Regions from separate parts of the Sus scrofa genome. Here region 2 is linked to region 1. The links are chromatin contacts, called in public promoter capture Hi-C maps. All regions are on one chromosome and are shown on one strand. Each heading gives the region's core, a stretch centred on a gene start, on an enhancer-like site or on the middle of the called end of the contact. The rest is flanking DNA. Distances are from core to core; before and after follow the strand shown.

Evidence for each region. Promoter capture Hi-C pulls out the DNA fragments that hold promoters and counts their contacts.
Region 2: a promoter capture Hi-C map of liver shows a contact between it and region 1, with 4 times the contacts expected there. The contact joins the promoter of SUSD2 here to the promoter of ADORA2A in region 1. A contact is called at or near these places in 1 of 5 promoter capture datasets (liver) and 3 of 47 Hi-C or Micro-C datasets (alveolar macrophages, embryonic fibroblasts and liver).

The regions. Positions count from the first base shown.
Region 1 is chr14:49,465,483-49,469,311 of Sscrofa11.1, forward strand. ADORA2A (adenosine receptor A2a) reads left to right here and starts at 1,704. Exons shown (of 3, transcript XM_003483462.4): 1 at 1,704-3,452.
Region 2 is chr14:49,682,085-49,685,913 of Sscrofa11.1, forward strand. SUSD2 (sushi domain-containing protein 2) reads right to left here and starts at 1,659. Exons shown (of 16, transcript XM_013983126.2): 1 at 1,506-1,659; 2 at 1-140. The coding sequence starts at 1,644.

The DNA of each region.
Region 1 (3,829 bases), core at 454-2,953:
CATCTTAAACTGGGTGGTGCTGGGCTGCGGGAAGAGTGGGGAGGGGGTGACTTTGAAGTTCTGACAGCTGCTGCTATGCTGGCGCCTGGGTCTAGGCTTCAGGCCGTTGTTCTCTTGAAGAGCCTCCACAGCCCAGGACAAGGCTCCCCTCCCACCTGGCTCTGGTTTCCATATCCACATTGACGCGCCCAGGTCAGCTCAGAGACACAGGATTCCCAGCGGTGCTGCCCTTTGACTCCAGGAGCATCTTCCCAGGGCTGGACTCGAAGATGGGGTGGTCCTGCAGCTGCCCGGCTTCAGGCACCCAGGGAGCAGCCTTGTGTGCTTCTGCTTTGGGGGCCTTAGTCTGGGCATGAACTGGAGTTCCGTGAGGTCCTTCCACTTCCTTAATTCCAGAGCCCCCCATCTGTCTTTTTTTTTAGGGCCGCACCCTCGGCATGTGGTAGTTCCCAGGCTAGAGGTCCAATCAGAGCTGTTGCTGCCAGTCTACACCACAGCCACGGCAACACCAGATCCTTAACCCACTGAGCGAGGCCAGCAGAGCCCCTCATTTGGAGGAGGAGTCGGCAAGTACCTCAGGGTGGCCTGGCTGCCCCCAGGGACGCTGGGCCCTTCATCCTGGGTCAGGCGTGCTTTCTCCCTGATGCGGCCCAGCTGGCCCCAGAGAAACAATCAGGGGCCAGAGGCCACCAGGTGCATCCTGGACAGGAACAAAAAGCGGGTGGGAGCGGGTTGCGGGGCAGGAATCTGAGAACGGAATTCTGGAGCAGGAGAGCCCAGCTGGCCCCACTGCCGGGCCTGGGGAGCCAGGGCTGGACGGAAGGAAGGGCGGGCACCCACAGCCTTCACGGCCTGGATTGGGGCTGGGCAGGGAAACCAAGGCCCAGAGGTAGGAGACGGGACACCCACCACCCTCAGTGCTCCCCCAGCCCCGGTCTGACACCTGGGGAGTACCCACAAGGCCAAGAGCACAGACCTGGCAAGACAGCGGGGTGGAGGGGTGTTATTGGGGGAGGCAGACCGTGAACAGCCCTCCTGTGTACCTGCTTCCTGTCATGGGCTGTCCCTGGGCAATGGCTTCATTGGAGACTTTAAGACACATGGCAACTCGCGCAGGACGCTTCCCGCCTTAAGCTGCAGTAGGGGAAGGCTGGGGACTTTGCTGCCTCAAGAGCAGGTGGGTTCCAGGGCCTAGGGAGCTGGCTCAAGGGCTGAAAGCAAGCTAGGCCCTACTGACCACCCTAGGCCTGGGGTACTCACCACAGAGGGTGCTCTCTGAGGGCCAGGTGCAGAAACCAAGCTTTCAGCCCTTGGGCACTGGGTGTGGCCGGCCACACATGGGGAGTTCTACAAGGGAAGGCTCCAGAATGGAAACTGCATGGAAGAGCCTCATAGCAGCCCACACTGGAGACTAGAGTGACCCCAGCATTTGCTGAGTGTTGGTCTCTGCCCAATGAACCACCTGTAGTCCTGTCTGGGCCCCAGGTGACTCTCAAGAGGAGCTGTTCCTTTTTGTCTTTTTATTTTTATTTTATTTTATTTTTTTAGGGCCTCACCCACAGCACATGGAGTTTCCCAGGCTAGGGGTCCAATCAGAGCTACACCTCCCGGCCTACACCACAACTCGGGATCTGAGCCTTGTCGGTGACCTATACCACAGCTAACCCACTGAGCAAGGCCAGGAATCGAACCTGTGTCATCATGGATGCTAGTGAGATTCGTCTCTGAGCCACAGTGGGAACTCCGAGAGGAGTTGTTCCTTGTGTGTTTGAGTGAGGCCTTGAGTGGATATGGGCCCCAGGTGTGGGCAGGAGGGTTTTGTCTCAGCTGTAGGAGTTTGCTCCCTGCAATGCCCGGAGAGCAGGTGAGGGAACGCAGAGCCTGGGGGAGGCTCCCCTGGTGGGCATTGCTTCCCCAGGTCCCTTGGATTCTGACTGGTGGCACAGCTCAGGAGGTGACAGAGCAGAAGACAACAGTCTCGTTTTACAGGTGAGGCAGCAGGTCCCTTAGGGCGGGCAGGAAAGCCACAAGGCCAGGGCATCCCCCGGGGTGTTCCCAGGGGCAGTGGCCCACCTAGAGGGGGAGTTCCTTCACTAAGCCACAGGAAGGGGGGTGCCTTCATGAGTGCGGGAGGACAGGACAGCACAGCCTGCTGTTGCCAGTAGGTGGCTTGGACCCAGTGAATGGGGGTAAGGGGTCTGCAGGCCAAGTGGGGGGTTGGAAAGGCAGCCAGGGACAGGGGACTTCCCAATTTGAACATTCTCATGTGCCTTGTCCCATGAAGTCTCGGGTTTTCCTTGAGTTATGTCAGGGTCCTGAACAGGGGCAGAGTGGGTGCAGGGACACTGAACATCGGGAAACGGGGAGCAGGGGACCCAGCTGGCTGGAGGGAGTGAGCAGGGGAGGCTGCCAGGCACTGGAGGCTGGGTCCTGGCAAGTGAGGGGCATCTCCTAGGGCTCTGCATCTGAGGCTGGAGCAGCTGGCCGAGTGCCTGTGGAGGCTCTCTCTTCCCACTGGCCCTCCCAGCCTGCAGGGCTGCTGCACAGCCCTGCTCCCATGTGTGACTCTGCTGGTCCCAGGAGATTTGAGAATGCAAGGTTCCTGTGAGCCCTTAGCTACCAGCACCCCTGGCCTCTGAGCAATTGTCCTGCTGAGCACAGAACTGGGGTTACTCCCGATTCAAGGGTGGAAGAGGGGCTCCTCCTGCGGCTGTGCTGAGGTCCAATCCATGTGAGGTCCTTCCCAATCTGGAATCCACAACGTGGATCTGGGGGACGGGGCCTGAGATTCCAGGATGGTCTGCGATGCGGGCTGGGAAGGTGGAAGGCCTGACCAGGCCCCAGAGCCGGGGAGGTCTCAGAGGGGTCACTGGAAGTTGAGGCCGGCTTCCCAGAAGCATCCTTTGAACCGAGGCACCGGCACACGCAACCCACCAGATTCAGCAAGGGAGGACAAGGCTGGGGCTCTATGGCAGGCATGTCCCTTCGGGCCCTTGTAAGGATACTGAACTTTCTCCTTCGGGAACTGGGGATCCATGAAAAAATCTGAGGAGGCGCGGTCACAGGGCGCTTCCCAGGATGACGTCGGGGCCCGGCCCGCCCCGCTCCCAGGATGTGCTCCGGAAGGATCTCAGCGGCGAGGGCAGCCCTGGGGGCTTCTTGGAGAGGAGGGAGCGGGGGCCCGGGCCCCTGGGCAAGGACTCGTCGGAAGGGAGGGGCGTGGCGCGGGTGGAGGTGGCCGGAGAAGGGCGCGGAGGGCGTCCGCGGGGCTGGCGGGCCGGTCGCCCTGGCGCCCTCGGGCCTCGGTTTCCCCGCGCGGCGGGGCGGGGCGAGTCGAGGGCCGCGCGAGCCTGGAAGTCGCCTGCAGGGGGCGGCCGCGGGCGGCGCGGCCGGAGTCGAAGTCGCAGCCGGAGCTGCGGCGGAGACCGCGGGAGCCGGCGAGCGAGGAGCAGGTCAGAGGGGTCCCGGGTCCGGGGTCCCCAGAGTCTCAGGAGGGCTGCCTGGCGGCGTGGGTCTGTCGGAGCTGCTGGGCCGGCATGGCGGGCGGCGCGGGTCCCCTCCCTCAGGTGCCCCGCCGCCCCGTCTCTTCCCGCCGCTCCGAGAGCGAGTTCGAGAGCCGGTCCGAGCCCAGACCGCGGCGGCGGGAACGGCGGGCGCAGGGGCGGCTCCGGCGCGGCCTCCGACCTCGGCCCAGACGGGAGGCAGTGCGCGGACCCTCCGGGCCGCCCCGAACCAGACCGGAAGGTGCACAGGGGAGGCGGGGAGGGGAAGGGGCGAGGGCGCGCGGCAGGAACGTCGCGGGTGCGTCCGGGGCCCGAGCGCTGGAGGA
Region 2 (3,829 bases), core at 409-2,908, 220 kb after region 1:
CACGGAGCCTGAGTAGGGAGAGACCTCCAGGCAGAAGCTCTGGATGTCCGAGCAGCAGCTGGCCAGGCCAAAGCAGGTTGGGTGGCAGGAGCACGGCCCATCCCGGACTCCACAGCGGTGGGAGCAGCTCCCCTGGGCACCTGGAGGAGAAGCCCTTAGTGCCTGCTCCGGGCACCCCATGCACAGGGCCCACGTCTCCGTCCCCAGGGGCAGGCCAGCCTGGAACTGCACTGACCACTATGTGGACACAGTGGAAATGCCCAGGGCCCATGGATGGGGTCATGGTTAGTCCAGTTGGCCTGACTGGCTAGAATGAGAGGGCATTCAGGTAAATGCCTCCTGACATAAAACTTTTCAGGAGGAGCCCTGAGGTGGGACTGACCCTCAGCCACCAAGTCCTAGACCTGAGAGCCTCCTCAGATGGCTGTAGGTGCCTGACCTCTAGATGTGGGCTGGGGACCTCTCTCTACCCCTGAAAAGAATCAGTGCACCGGTGGCCTGGAGAGGGACCCCAGCCTGGCTTGCTTGGTCTGGGGACTGGGGCTGTGGCTACTGAGAATCCCACTGGAAGCCCAGGAGGCCCTATCTCACTCTGCTGGGTGGTGAGGGTCACCAGTTATGGCCTGGAAGGGAGCCCACCCCTCTCTTAGGGGAGAGGAGTGTCAGACCCCACAGAGGTCAGGGGTCTGACCCAGGGGAGAGGGCAGGGCCAGGATAGGGGAGAGGGTGATGGGGGGGTGCTGCGGGGGGTTGGAGGCACTCCTAATCTGGCTCTTCCCTGCCACCCCCTAAAGGGCCAGTCAAGGGCCAGGCCTGGGCCTGAGTCACCACTGCAGCCCACTTCACTCAGTGCAGGGCTTGGCACTCAAGAGCTTCAATAAATATTTATTGACTGAGGATGAGATGGCTTGAGGGATTAGGGGAGGAGGCCAAGGGATGCCGGTAAGTGAGATAAGTGCCAGGAGGGTGTTGGTGCTTCCCTGAGATGGGAGATAGGCTGGGGAGGGGGCTAGGGAGCTGGGGAAAATCAGCTCAGCCCAGCCCAGCGCAGTGGAAGGGCCAGGGTCCTGGCTCAGGAACTGAGTGCAGCTCCGGGAGGCATGGGCCTTACCCTGGACTTTCTGGGGTCCAGCCCACCCTGAGAAGTACCCACAGCCCTACACCTGGCCAGGCAGGGGGCCCAGTGGGGGTGGGGGCTCCTCCATGTATAAACACACCCTCCACAGGCTCGAGGTGTGGGCCGAGGCTCACACGGCCTGGTGCCCTCCCTCCCCCACCGCCTCTGGGCTCCCAGCCAGTTTAGGGTGGGCACGGCCTGGATCCCCCTCCCCACCAACAGCCCCTTGATCCTGGGCTTCTGAGAATTTCTTCTTACCACCCCCGGTAGCGTCAGATGGACCGACAGATGGACAGAGGCTGAGGCCAGGGAGGTTTAGCCTGGGTCTGGCTACAGCAGGCAGACAGACAGAGTGACAGGGGGTCAGAAGGGCAGGGTGAGGGCATACCTGCTGCAGGCCAGGGGCCTGGGCCGGGGGCTGTCGCCAGCAGCAGCAGGGCCCAGAGCAGGAGGGACAGCTGCATTGTGCGGCCTGTGTCTGCAGCCAGCGCAGCAGTGGCTGGGAGGTGGCGGCGCTCCCTCCCCATGGCCTGGCCCCGCCCCGTGCTGCAGCCCCGCCCCGCCCCACCCTGTCCCCTCTCAAAGTCCACAGGTGCCGGATGGGCTAGCAGAGCCCAACCTGCTCCGTTAGCACATTCCTGGCCCTCCAGGCCTGCGACACAGGGGAGGGAGCTGAGCGTCCTGGAGCCGGATGTCCGGAGGCTGCAGCTCAGGCCCTGGACCCCAGCCACTTTCCCCGCCCTCCTCTAGGGGGGCAGGCGGAGCTCCCACAGGGGATGGGATACTGCCTTGGGGGTGAGGCAGGGTTGTCCTTGAAATCCCAGGATTCTAGCGCCACCCCTCCCCCCGCGCCCCGGGGGCCCCAGGCCAGAGGACTCGTACCCCAGCTTCCCTGCAGGTAGCGGTATGCCCAGGTCCTCCCCACAGCCTGGCCAGGTGAGGAAGCAAGTACTTTTGCACTGGGGCCTGCACTGTGTGGGTGCTGGTGGAGGGCGCCCTCCTGGGGAGGGCGGGAGCTGTCAGACATAGCTCTGCAGGGGATCCCCCTTGAGGGAGGAGGGGAAAGCAGAAGAGGGAGGGGCACGGCCCCTGGCTACTTAACCCTGGAGTGGGATGGGGGTGAGATGGGGAGCTGAGCCCAGGATACTGGTTTCCCTTGGAGGGACTCCACTGGGCTCCTAGGAGATTCCATTAGGAAACAGGCTCAGTCAGGCTCCAGCTGTGCCTCTGCCCTGGGCTGGGGACCAGGAAAGGAGCCGCCCAGCGCCACCGCCCAATGCCAGCACCCCTCTCCTTTCACTGCAGAGTTTGCATAATCTCTTGTTCACCTCCCTCCCACTAGTACAGGTGAAGAAACTGAGGCCCAGACAGCAAAGCAGGGAGGGGCGGTGAGGTCTCCCTGGAGATGGTTTCTGCAAGCTCTATAGCAGGTGGGGTGGGAGTGGGGTGGGGAAAGCACAGGCCTGGGACTCAAGTGGGCCCTGCTACCTAGGCTGGGGGTCTGGAGAGGCAGACAGCCCTCTCCCCAGTGGCAGTTTCTCAAGGAGACAGGTTCCTGGACCCCTCAGTGGGGCATGGGCCTAGGTCACTAGGCTGTGACCAGCCTTGGCTGTGGGGGGTCAGCCAGCATTTTGCCCTGGTCACCGCCCCTCAGAGCCGGCTCTCTCACAGATGGCTGGGCTAGTTGGGAACCACAGCTCCCAACTGCATGACTGAGCACCTGGGGTACCCTTCGAACAGGTACCCTGGGTGTGGGCACTGAGGCCTAGCCTGGGGGCTGGTGCTGGGACTCACCTGGGCCTCAGGGCTCAGGAAACGAATGTTCCGGGTGGGTCTGAGGTGTCCTGCGTCCAAGTCAAGAGGGGCTCTAGGCTGATCCCAGGAAGGGGGTGTGAGGGCCTGGGGGAAGGTAGCCATCTTTTCACAGCCTGCACTCTGTTGGTGCCTTAAGAGGGTTGGAAGCAGGAGTGCAGCGTGTGGGCCCTGGGGATCTGCTGGGTAAGTGCTGCCCCCTCAGCCTCTGTAGCCATGAGACGGGCCTGAACCAGGATGGGTTTGGTGCTTCTGGGTTCCCAAAGTGGCTCTGCCAGACCTAGTCTGGGGACCCTGGTGGTGCTCAGCCTCTTGGGCCTTTCTTCCTAGAGGGTCCAGCCCATGAGGGCAGTAATGAGGATCTCTGCCCCCATCCTGGACAAAATGCCGTTCAGGGGAGGCTCCAGCCGTGGGGGTGGTGGCCAAGCCTCACAGCACCGAGAGGCTGGACAGTGTGGAGGGTGGGCTGGACCTCTAGAAACCTATGCTTCCCCACACAAGATGGGCTGGGAGCTGGGACAGCAGGGCTAGCATTAAAATGGTTGTTTTGGGGGGTTTCTGTTCTAGTGCACCCAGTAAGGGATCCGGGGTCTCTGCAGCAGCTTGGGTTCAACCAGAGGCCCGGTACTGTGCTTGGGTTAAGGACCTGGTGTTGCCACATAGCTGTGGCACAGGTTCGATCCTGGCCTGGGAACTTCCATATGTGGCAAGTGTGGCCAAAAAAACAGAAAAAAAGCATGTGGAAGTTCCCGGGCCAGATATTGAACCTGCGCCACAGTGGTGACCCAAGCTGTTGCAGTGACCAGGCTGGATCCTTAGTCTCCTGCACCACAAGGAAACTCTTAAAAATTCTTAATTTTTGAACGAGGAGCCCCATGTTTATGTCTTGTGCTGAGCCCA